Linked DNA regions of Sus scrofa: region 1 is linked to region 2. Evidence: chromatin contacts called from public Hi-C data. All regions are on one chromosome and are shown on one strand. The core of a region is the stretch at or near the end of the contact, and the rest is flanking DNA. Distances in the headings are between cores, read along the strand shown. Region 1 overlaps SCP2 (sterol carrier protein 2). Region 2 has its middle 20 kb from the start of SLC1A7.

Region 1 (6,054 bases), core at 250-2,749, 140 kb after region 2:
AACAGAGGGGTGGGGAGGTCACAGTTTTTATCTCAAGGCTTTCACATAACAAATGGGATTTTTAAAAAAACCAATCTAGATGCACTACAACTAAACAGAAATCAGACAGGGACCCAAGAGTTACAAAGTGCTTTGGATATTCAAAGGGAGAAGCTACCTAAGATTGGTCTTAATAGGAAGACACAATTTTCACAACAGAATATTCCAGGCAGAGAAAGAAGACAGAAGAGACTCAAAAGCTTCTAAAACATGAGAATATAACGGATTCTGTTAAAAAAAAAAAAAAAGTGTGTCACATACCCTCTGTAGAACCAAAAGTGTGGAAAAAATGAAAAAATAATTACCAAGAATTCGGGGGGAAAAGGGAGCCAATCAGTGTTGCTAGCTACTGCAGGGTTAAAGACCAGAAAATAAAGGCCAGAGCACTTCATAATCAGATCACTGCTGGCCTCACCTGACCTCCGTGATGAGATAAGAAACTAAAGGCATTTCAAAATAGAAAAACAAAAGTGGTTCAATATAAAAGGTTCATCATGAAAGAGAATAATTAAGGTATTCTTAATCTTTATAATCAAAGTAGATTTCTAGAATACAGAAGACCTGAACACGTTTGCTGACAGAGGGAAAGGGGTCAATGAAAACGCAAAAACAGAAAGATTCAAAAGAGGGGTATACTTAACATGTGGAACAAAATTACAGAAAGTGGTTGGAAACAAAAGCATGCAAAGGAAAGGAAATGGGACTTTTTTTTTCCTCTGGGAAGGATGAGCACTTCTCTGAGAAGAGTAAGGAAGAGGAGGGATCCTGAAAGCCTTGGAAAAGAAAGTGGAGACTGGAGGAACACAGGCATTAGACAAGGGCAGGAAGAAAACCAACAAGAGACGAACAGGAAGGATTCTGGCAGCAGCGAGGGCTTCACTGGATTCAGAAACATCAATCTGCAGAGATGCAATCAGCATATTTGATGACTTTCTCCAAACAATCTCAGAGGCCATGGGGAGAAAGCAAATTGTGAGAAAGGAAACCAAAAAATGACTTGCCTAAATGAAAACTACTCAGGTTGGCAGGGCTGAGACAAGGACCCAGCCAGCTCCCGCGTCTAGTCCGCCACTCTTGCCTACGCTGCCTCCTTCATGAACAAAATTTTCCTAAGGCTGGTGACATTTAAAAGTTAACTGCCAGTTTTAAAGTGTTTAAGCCGTGCTACGACAGCCACGCAATGAGATACCTGTTCTTTGAGTACGAAGACAATAAAATTAGGACTTTTGGAAAACATGCACAACGCCATTAGTTGCGGAGAGTCAGAAGGATTCACTGCCATGCAAAACCAGAGTGCCACTTACCTGGCAGCTTCAGGAAAACCCATCCTGTACAGCGTGACAACCGCAGCTCCTCCAAGGCCCAAATTATGCTGCAGAGCAACCTTTGCACCAGGAACTTGCCTCTTCCCGGCTTCCCCTCTCAGCTGCCAGCAGAGTTCGGCGCACTGAGCCAGACCTAACAAATCGAACACAGAGCCGTCAGATCCCGTTGGTTTAGAAAGCGGCCCCAATCGGCTTTCTCAAGCCAGACGAGGGCTGCCAACTGTGGCTTTCAATTAAACCGTTTCATTCCGCCAAGACGAAATCTGCCTAGACAGGAACTTCTCCTACAAGCCTGGAGGGGTTTTGTAGTTAGTTACTTTTTCTTCCGCAGTAATCTCTGTATTTAGCCAATACTCAGGCTTAAGAAATTCCCTGTGCTCTTTAAATATATCCAACCTGGCATTTGGGGGGCAATGTTCAAAGCGAAAACGCTGAAGGTACAGTGCTCTGGCTCAGGCCGAATGGCCTAAAAATAATTTAATTCTTACCACTGTTAATGTATCAAAAGAAAACAATCTAGGATGTGGGAGTTGGCTTTCCCTAAAAATTTAGCTAGCACGAGGACTTTTCCTATTCTTCTCAAAGAATTCCTAGAAAGGATGAACTGAACTGTTTCCCAGATCTATTCACAGCTATTCACAAGAATAGCACTGGATTTAAAAAAAAAAAAAAAAAAAAGCATTTGTCCCCTGGATAATAAAAGCAGATTTTTAGAGCTGGAGAGAACTTAATAATGCTGAAACCGAGCCCCCCAAAACTGAAGTTACCTTACTGGGTTTATGATAAATTTCTCTATCCAAAACTTTATTCCCTTCCTTGTCTCCTGTGACCTCTATCCCTTTCTTGTCTCCTCATTCCTGTACTAACTGAATACTAATCAACCAGAGTCAGATGACTAAAACTGTTACTGTTGATAACATCCTACTATACAAAAATAGCTGTGTAGATATCATTAACCTTCAAATGCAGGTGGTTTTTCCAGGGCAAGATGAGCTCAGAGACCCCTGGAGCCATGGACCACCTGGCCAGAGACTCATAAACCACATTCTGACTCCCAAAATCAGATAAAGAAATGTCTCAGGACAATGATTAATTCCAGTTTCTTTGTTCTTTCTCTTTAAAACAGCCCTAACTCAAAGACCAAGAAGGAGTGAATCTGAAACTTGCCTCCGGCTCCCTTGCTTGGTGCCTTGCAAATAAACCCTTACTTTGCTGCAAACACCCACCATCCAAGTCTGGCACAGGAGCCCTTGCTTAGGTACAAAGTTAGCAGTGAGAAATGTAAGATTAAGTTATTTGTGAATGGTTACAAAGCAGGCTAATTCTAGAGTTGAGATTAAATACAAGCCTCCTAATTTACATTCTTTTTCTCTCTCACACTAGCTCTTCAAGGATAGCTAAGAACATTCTTTCAGGATAGACTGGTTTCAACATCCTGGAGGCAGAGCTACACAAGTCTGCCTACAATATCTGTTCTTCCACCCACATCCCCAACCATGAAACCTGATTCCCAAGTACCTGTGACAGCTTCCTATATAACCCCAACCTTCTCAAGAAATTTAACTGCCATTCCTCATTTCTAAGCAATATCTGTATATTTTTATAGAATATATAGTTAACACATTTTAAAAACAGGTAATTCCACATGACGTAATTTTTTTTTTTTTCTTTTTAGGGCCACATCCGAGGCACATGGAGGTTCCCAGGCTAGGGGTCAGATTGGAGCTGTAGCCACACCTATGCCACAGCCACGGCAATGCAGGATCCGAGCTGCATCTATGACCTACACCACAGCTCACGGCAACACCGGATCCTTAACCCACTGAGCGAGGCCAGGGATCAAACCTGTGTCCTCATGGATACTAGTCAGATTTGTTAACTGCTGAGCCATGACAGGAACTCCATGTAATGATTTTTTTTTTTTTTTTGTCTTTTGTCTTTTTAGGGCCCCTCCCACGGCATATGGAGGTTCCCAGGCTAGGGGTCTAATCAGAGCTGTAGCCACCAGCTTACTCCACAGCTCACAGCAATGCCAGATCCTTAACCCACTGAGTGAGGCCAGAGATTGAACCCGCAACCTCATGGTTCCTAGTCGGAACGTTTCCGCTGCACCACAATGGGAACTCCTCCATGTAATGATTTTTTGAATTGTGAACATTCAGAATATTAAGGTCAAAGTGAATAAATAATTCTACTAATATATCCAAACTCTGGGGCAATCAATTCTACTTGAAATCTGCCATCTAAAACATTTACAAATGCACAAAAAAAGGGCAAAAAAAAGTATTCACACTGGTCCTATACATACATGGGGGAAATAGGGCTACTTACCTCCCAAAAGAATAAATATACATAGTATACAAATATTTGGGAAAAAACACTCAACTTCCCCTTGATCAAATAGAAAGATACTGTTTTAACCAATCAAATTGGTCAGGATGTTTAAAAATGGAACGAATCAATGCTAGGGAGACTATGACAAGACAGCCACCTTTATACAGTACAGATGAAAGTTCAAACTAGTATAACCTTTTGGGAAAGCAATGTACAAAATCATTAAGAGCATTTAAATTGCCTTGAAAAGCTTTCTATAAAAATAATCAAACATAGGAAAAGTCTTATACACAAAGCTATGTGTCCATCACATTGTTAGAACAGGGAAAAACCAGATACTCTACAAGTGAAATAACTGGGGAATTTTTATATAAAGAATGATCTATTCATATGAAGCACTATATCTCTATTTTAAAGATGTTTACAAAAATGTTAACAATTTAGGAAAATGAATATGATATAATCTCAGTTTAAAAAATGCAAAGAACCAATTAGATATTCATCTACCCATCCATCCAACAATGTTTTTTTTTTTTAGGGGCGCACTCATGGCATATGGAGGTTCCCGGGCTAGGAGTCAAATCAGAGCTATAGCCGCCAGCCTGTGCCACAGCCATAGCAACACGGGATCCAATGACGGCAACTGCCGGATCCTTAACCCACTGAGCAGGCCAGGGATTGAACCTGGGTCCTCATGGATACTAGTCAGATTCGTTTCCACTGAACTCCCATCCAACACATATTTACTGACTGCCTATCATGTGTTGACACTGCTCAAGACTCAGAAGATCTAATAAACAAGATAGGCATTGAAAGGAACCCTGCCTGCCTAAGGAATAGAAAATTAAGTGAAGGAGGCTAGAGAGTGCTCAAGACGGGGCTACTGAGAGTGAGAGGGGGAGGTGGGAGGGAGGCAGGGAGAGAGAGAACATGAATTATTGGCAGCACTGGATTGTGCAATAACTCAATCACACCATAGCCCGGATACTGTAGGAGTTGTGCTAACGCTGCATTAAATCGCTCCTCGTGATCTGCTCAACTCCTGTGTTGCAAAAAAGGAAGAAGGGAGGAAGGGAAAAAAGATCCATGTTAACCTGTTTATTTGCTTTTAACCAAAGATGAGTGTCGGTGAGAAAACATACTGATGACATGTGGTTCCTGGTGGTCTGCTTTCAGAATAAACTGGCATTTCCTATATTTCTAGAAGCGAGACCTGTGAAGTGTAGAAAGTAGCAGCCAGTAATGAAAACATAAACTACATGAGCAACATTTAAAAATTCCTTCCTTCCTTGGGGATAACGTCTGGTATTGAATGGAAAACCATACTTTTCCTTTCCTTGGAAAAAAAGTAAATTATCAAATATGATACATTTATACATTTATAAATTGTAGATGGGCATCCTGTCCAAGGGCTATATTCAAACAATGATGTCCTTCTTAAAGTCTCTTGTGAAGGGAAAAAATTTAACCTTCTTACTTAATATTACTACCATCTTTTTTTTTTTTTCCTTTTGTCTTTTTAGGGCTGTACCCACGGCATATGGAGGTTCCCAGGCTAGAGGTCTATTTGGAGCTGTTGCTGCCAGCCTACGCCAGAGCCACAGCAATACCAAATCCGAGCCATGTCTGCGACCTACACCACAGCTCACGGCAATGCCAGATCCTTAACCCACTGAGCAAGGCCAGGGATTGAACCCGCAACCTCATGGTTCCTAGTCGGATTCGTTAACCACTGCGCCACGACGGGAACTCCTGTTGTAAAGTTCTTTTATTTTTAGTGAAATGGTATGATATCACTTGAAGCTAGACTATGATAATGAAGATAAAATGAAATAATAAATAATAAACCAAAAGTCAGCCAGGAAAAAAAAAAAAAAAGGGAAATGGGGAGCTGTGGTGCAGCCGGTTAAGGGTCCAGCATTGTCCCTGCAGCAGCGGAGGTTCCATCCCCAACTCTGCACAGATCCGGCCTTGCCCCAGGTGTGGTACCGGTTGCAGCTGTAGCTCGGATCTGATCCCTGGCCAGGGAACTTCCATATGTGTGGCCAAAAAAGAGAGAGGGGGAGAGAAATGCCAACAAAGAACAGTTGGGACAAAGAGAACACAAACAGCCATACTAACAATCTCATCCAATGTAAACAGTCGAAACGCCCTAATTAAAGACAGAGATTGTCGGGGGGTGGGGGGCAAGCTCCAACCAAGCGCTGCCAACGTACTTCACATATAAAGTCACAAACTGGGAGTCCCCCTTGTGGCTCAGCAGAAATGAATCTGACCAGCATCCATGAGGATGCGAATTCAATCCCTGGCCTCGCGCAGTGGGTTAAGGATCTGGCGCTGCCGTGAGTTGTGGTGT
Region 2 (5,794 bases), core at 853-3,352:
TCCATGAGGACATGGGTTTGATCCCTGGTCTTGCTCAGCGGGTTAAGGATCCAGCGTTGCCATGAGCTGTGGTGTAGGTTGCAGGCGTACCTCGGATCTGGCGTTGCTGTGGCTGTGGTGTAGGCCGGCAGCTGCAGCTCCGATTTGACCCCAAGGCTGGGAATGTCCATATGCCACAGGTGTGGCCCTAAAAAGACAAAAAAAAAAAAAAAAAAAAAGTGTAGGCTTTATTTTCCCATCTGTTTCTGGAATGCTGTGGTCTTTGCCTGGACTTTCCAGAAGCCCCAGGAAGAGAATCAGCGGTAGAAATTGGTTTAATCAAACATGTTAAACTTCAGTATCTCTGCTGGATCCCTGTGAGCCTATCCCAGCTACATGGGAATATTTAAACAGGAAATTCTTTCAAATTGCATTTTTGTCTCGGGTTTTCATCATAAATATTTTCCAAGACTCCAGGTTTTCCTGTCTCATGGACCCAACTTCAGTACTGGAAATAAAAACTCAGTAAGATAATTATCACTATAATCTGACTTGATCATATATTTTTAGCCTTTATTGAAAATACCCAGTGAGAGCCTGCTGTATAGCAGTGGGAACTATATCTAGTCACTTGTGATGGAGCATGATAATGTGAGAAAAAGGAATGTGTCTGTGTGACTGGGTCACCTTGCTGTAAAGTAGAAAATTGACAGAACTCTGTAAACCAGCTACAATGGAAAAAAATAAAAACCATTATGAAAAAAACTTAAAAGATAAAAAAAAGAAAATATCTTAAGTGGATCATTGATCATTTTTAATGGAAAAAATAATTCTCTTGGCAAGTGACTTATGTCCATATATATCCTGTATTTGAATTTTATTTGTCAGTGTTTCTTATCTGGTCTTGAGCTACTCAAGAGCAGGGAATCCATTACATGCCCACATGGTAGGGCCTCACTTTTATGCTAATTAGTTAACCAATTACCTTATTTACAGACACCAGGAATACTACAAGCCCATGAAATGAATAATGCCTTTATGGCTACATTCTTTCTATTGCTTATTGCTGTGTTTCTTGCGCTGATGCGACACGCCAGGCATTGTTCTAGGTGCTGAGGATACAGCAGGAAACGAATACTACAAAATGAGGTCCCACCCACTCCCCACCAAAAACTAAACTAAACTAAACTAAAAAAGCCCTTTCAAAAGCTTACCCCAAGCTGGGGCCCATAGATGTGCATATGTTAAAAAAGAGAAAGGGAGGAAGGAAGGCGAAGCTCTCCTGCAGTAGAATAGGCACAGGTTAGGACTCAGAAGGCTTGGGTTTATTTTGTGCTTTCCAGCTGTGTGACCTTGAGGAAGTTACTTGCCCTCTCTCTGCCTCAATTTCCTCATCTGTAAAATAGGGATAATGAAAACGTGTGATGAAATTGTTGTGATAATTAAATTAAGACATGTAAAGGGCTGAGAATAATGCTGGGCACATGTTGAATACCCAATAAATATTAGCTATTTATTGTTGTTACTGGTATAAACAACTCTGAGTCGGTCACATAACATCTCAGCTTCCATTTCTTTCCCTGTGAAATAAGGGATAATGGTAACATCTCCCTCGTGGGTAGGGTTCAAGTGAGACGGACGAGGTGAAAGCACTTTATAAACTGGGGCTTATGCTAGGACCCCAAGCTCTTAGCGGGCAGCCATTCTGGGAACCCAGGGAGACGAGGGGTGATGAGGTGGAAGGCGGTGGAATCAGGAAAGCTGTGAGCAGAGCGAGAAGCCAGCCCTTCGTTCCAGCAGTTGTGGTCATGCAGATGTTTCTAATGAAGCCACAAATCCAGATTTTTATGTAAGCGCTCTCATTTTTAAATGTTGGCAATTAAGTTGGATTTTTGTAAAACACTTTGAAAGCCAATCAAAATAAGGATGCAGGTTGCCAGTGTGTGACCTGTTATAAACTTCTGTAGCTATTACTTAATAAGCCAAGGGGGAGAACTAGGAAAACAGCTGATGCAATAACTAAACTGAAAAGCCAAGAAAAGACTCACATTAATTGGGTGCTATGTCTCATACGCGTTACAGCACTGGATTCTCCCAGCAGCTCCCAGAGACAGGCATTAGCACCCTCCTGCCACAGAGGAGGAGACGAGGCCCAGAGATCCCGAAGGCCACACAGCTGGTGACAGGCCCGTAGGACTGAACGCCCCCTTCTCTGCAACTCCAAAATCCAATCTCTTTCCACTCTGAGGGTGTTGCAAGATGGCAACATGGTGTCACCTAAGCCCACAGGCCCATAAACTTAGGCAAATACCATGCAACGGGCATCATCAGTGGGCCCAGCATTCAGACTGGTTGCGCCGCCCTGCTCCACCCTGGGGAACCGACATAAAGACCCTTGACGTTAACCGTGTTCCATCAACTAAAGCCTGAACGAGTCCTTGCCCAGAAGAGGTTCTTGGGCAAAAGGGCCGCACACATGGCACGGTCCTAGAAGGTGCCTTCTGGATCTGCCATAGGCAGCCTGAAGAGAAAGGGGAGAAGGGATCAGAGTCTCCAGATCCAAAAGGGTCTCAGAAGCAGTCCCCAAAGCCATGTGCAAAAATGCAACAAGGTCTATATACTAAGACATCTCCTGTTAATCTTCCGAACTGTGAGTCTCTACACTGCCGTAGTGTAGACCAGGGGCTCCCATCGCCCTCCACCCAATGCTGGGTCTACCCCCCAGATGAAAGCTGGGCATTTGATGAGGGCACGGGTAAGTTTTAAAAGCTCCCCAGGTGATCCTCCAAGAATCACTGATCGAGTGTCTACTAAGGGAATTCAGCAGATCCTCTAATCATTCAACACCTATTTCTTGAGCACCTACTATGTGCCAGATACGAGCAAGGAGAATTGCTCCAGCCTCTGACTCTGCCTAGTCCATATTTCTGGCCCAGGAGGTCTCAAAATACGAGAAGGAGACAGAGGAGGAGAAGAGAAAATAGACTGCATTTTACAGATTCCATCTTCAAAACCACCCCATTGAGGTTGGGTTTCCATGAATGCCTGAGGAAACTGAGGCCCAGAAAGGCAAGGGACTTGTTTCTGTTCACATAACAAATAGGAAGCTGGTTTAGAATGCTCACCACAGTAGCAACAGTAGCAACTATGATTGAAGGTTTACTACAGGCCAGAAATTGCCAGGCTCTTCTAAGAATGGTCATGCTGAATATGAGATGGTGAAGTTGGTGTGGCCACGAGGCTTGACGGGAGGAAGTTTCTTGTGCTCACAGATCCCAGAGGGGGGCTCTGGGCAGTCGCAGGGGAAAGCACCCGTGTTGGTCAGGAAACAGGAAGGCGCAAGGGAAACGTCTAGGCCGGAGCCTTCACTGGGTTTCCTGCAGTGAAGACAGGACAAGGTAAACAGCTAGGGTAATTAATTCCGGTGGGCTTTGGACACTAAGTGTGGTCTCTAGTGCCTGGTACCTGACCCTGGGATGATTGAGGGCTGGGGAAATACTGAGTGTGAGCGTGAAACAGGAGGTGGTTAAGGAGGTGGAGACTCAGGACGGGCTGGGTTGCACAGGAAAGGCGAAAGGCCTGCTCCTGGGCAGGTTGTTATCAGCAGCGCCGGAGAGGCAGTCTCTTCCTGGGTCTGCAAAGCCCCAAAATACCAGCACATCAAGTATCAAGAAAAGGGGGGGGGGAGTTTCTCCCACGGGTGCAAAGGATTAGCTCTGGGACACAGGTTAAATCTCTGGCCAGCATGGTGGGTTAAAGGATCCAGCGCTGCCCTAACTGTGGTGCAAGTTGAAACTGTGGCTCGGGTCCGATCCCTGTCTGGGGACTCCTTATGCCCTGGGGTGGCCAAAAAAGAAAAAAAAAAAAATACAAAAAATATCGTTAATACAATGGGCCCTGTGATGGATGAATGCCGAATAGACAAATACAGAGTCTAAGAAAACACCATTGGAACCTAAGTGTTTTTCCTGTGTTAGGCTATGGAGGCTCATCATTGTCTTCCAAAAAGGAAGTCATATTAGCTCAGCTAGTTAGCTCTTAGGAGGTTAAGTGACGGCCCCGTGTCATCCAGGCTGAAGGGTGATGGAGCTGGATTGACACCTAGGTTCCTGTCCCTTCCGGCCCTCTGTGCCTGCTTGATGTCCCCCTGTACCAAGTACCAGGACTCAGAAGGGAGCCGACCCCTGCCCGTGCTCCTTGCTGCTCCATGCAGATCGAATACTCTCCTCTATGAAAGCCTGGTTCTCTGGTTTCTTCTTCAGACGGGAAGCTAAGAAGTACGGGGTTCCAAGTCCTGGTTCTGCGACGTACTAGCTGAGTATCCATTGGAAAGTCAGTTTATTTAGGCCTAAGCATTCTCATTCGTAAAATAATGATGCCCATACTTCCTCATGGGGTTGTCGTGTGAACTAGATGAAATCAGGGCTGCCACGGATGTGCCACAGAATAAGTGAGATTTCTTTTGATGCGTCTGTTGAGTCCAAGGGCTCCATCCATGCTGGGGGAGGGTATTTCTCTCAGGCTGCTGGGGTCTGCTCTCCTGGCCCAAGAAAGTTACAGGAACCAACAGGTGAGGAAGGGGAGGCGCCCTGTCCCTGGGTGTGTGGGGATGACATGTGGGTAGGGAGAACGTCTCATCCCCATTTGCCCACCGATCTGACTGCCTCAGAGGTCAAGTATATTAAAATCTGACTTCCCCCGCCTTTCTGTTGAGGCCAGGTGGGACTGCAGGAGAAACTGGCAGTGCTTTGGCACTCCACACATGTGGAGACGTCGCACCTTAGAAAAGAAATCTCAAACCTGGAGCTCCTGCTGGGGCTCGGTGGAAAGGAACCTGACGAGCATCCATGAGGACGCAGCTTCAATCCCTGGCCTCGCTCAGTGGGTAAATGATCCGGCGTTGCCAAGAGCTGTGGTGTAGATCACAGACACAGCTTGGTTCCTGTGTTGCTGTGGCTGTGGCTCTGGCATAGGCTGGCGGCTACAGCTCCAATTAGACCCCTAGACTGGGAACCTCCATATGCCGTGGGTGCAGCTAAAAAGACAAAAGACAAAAAAAAAATCTAGAACCCCAAACATTTCATGTTCCTCTTATCCTTATATCAGTTGACATACTAAAGTTTCCGGGGCCTGTCTAGCTTTGAAAGGCAGAGCCTTCTCTCTCTGTCGTGTTTCTGCTTCCTTATACCAAACAACGTGTGACTTGAACATGTTGACATCGTTGGGGTTCTGGGGCACTCCAAGGAAAAGATGCTGCCTGTCAATGAGGGTGTCCTTGGATTAGTGTAAGGATGCAGGCCTGGCTGGGAGGGAAAAGAGGGAAAAGTCCTGAGCAAAGATGCTCCTATGTTTTCGGCAGTATTTATCGCCTCACCTCACCTCATCAAATCTTCCATGTACACAGCCCCTGGACTCTCTCCCTGAAAGATATCGGTATCAGACAAGGCAGACTCGAAGGCAAAACAATATTGCTGGAGATAAAGAGGGTCCCTATGTATGTGATAAAATCATCAAATCAGAAGGAAATCTTGCAGGAATTTTTAAAATTCTTTTTAGGCGAAACCTGTGGCATATGGAAGTTCCCGGGCCAGGGACTGAATCCAAGCTGCAGCTGTGACCTATGCTGCAGCTGCAGCAATGCCAGATCCTTTACCCTTGCCTCTGCAGCCACCCAAGCCACTGTAATCAGGGTCTTAACCTATTGTGCCACATTGGGAACTCTGGAAAGCGTGTTTGAATCTTAACAACACAGCCTTAAAATATATACATTGCAAATCAAAAGGACTACAAGAAGAAAAAGACAAATCTGTTATCA

Evidence for each region. A called contact is a pair of places that touch in the nucleus more often than the background predicts.
Region 1: a Hi-C map of liver shows a contact between it and region 2, with 1.7 times the contacts expected there. The contact joins two enhancer-like sites. A contact is called at or near these places in 3 of 47 Hi-C or Micro-C datasets (liver and skeletal muscle).

The regions. Positions count from the first base shown.
Region 1 is chr6:159,222,987-159,229,040 of Sscrofa11.1, forward strand. SCP2 (sterol carrier protein 2) reads right to left here. Exons shown (of 22, transcript NM_001168415.1): 17 at 1,344-1,497. Among named protein-coding and RNA genes, the nearest start is that of PODN, 47 kb to the left of the region's middle. Within about 2 kb of position 1,500, at least 50 of the 83 cell types and tissues checked have an H3K27ac peak or open chromatin away from gene starts, as enhancers often do. A contact at or near this core is called in liver, where this site is marked.
Region 2 is chr6:159,082,774-159,088,567 of Sscrofa11.1, forward strand. No RefSeq gene overlaps it. Among named protein-coding and RNA genes, the nearest start is that of SLC1A7, 20 kb to the right of the region's middle. Within about 2 kb of position 2,103, at least 7 of the 83 cell types and tissues checked have an H3K27ac peak or open chromatin away from gene starts, as enhancers often do. A contact at or near this core is called in liver, where this site is marked.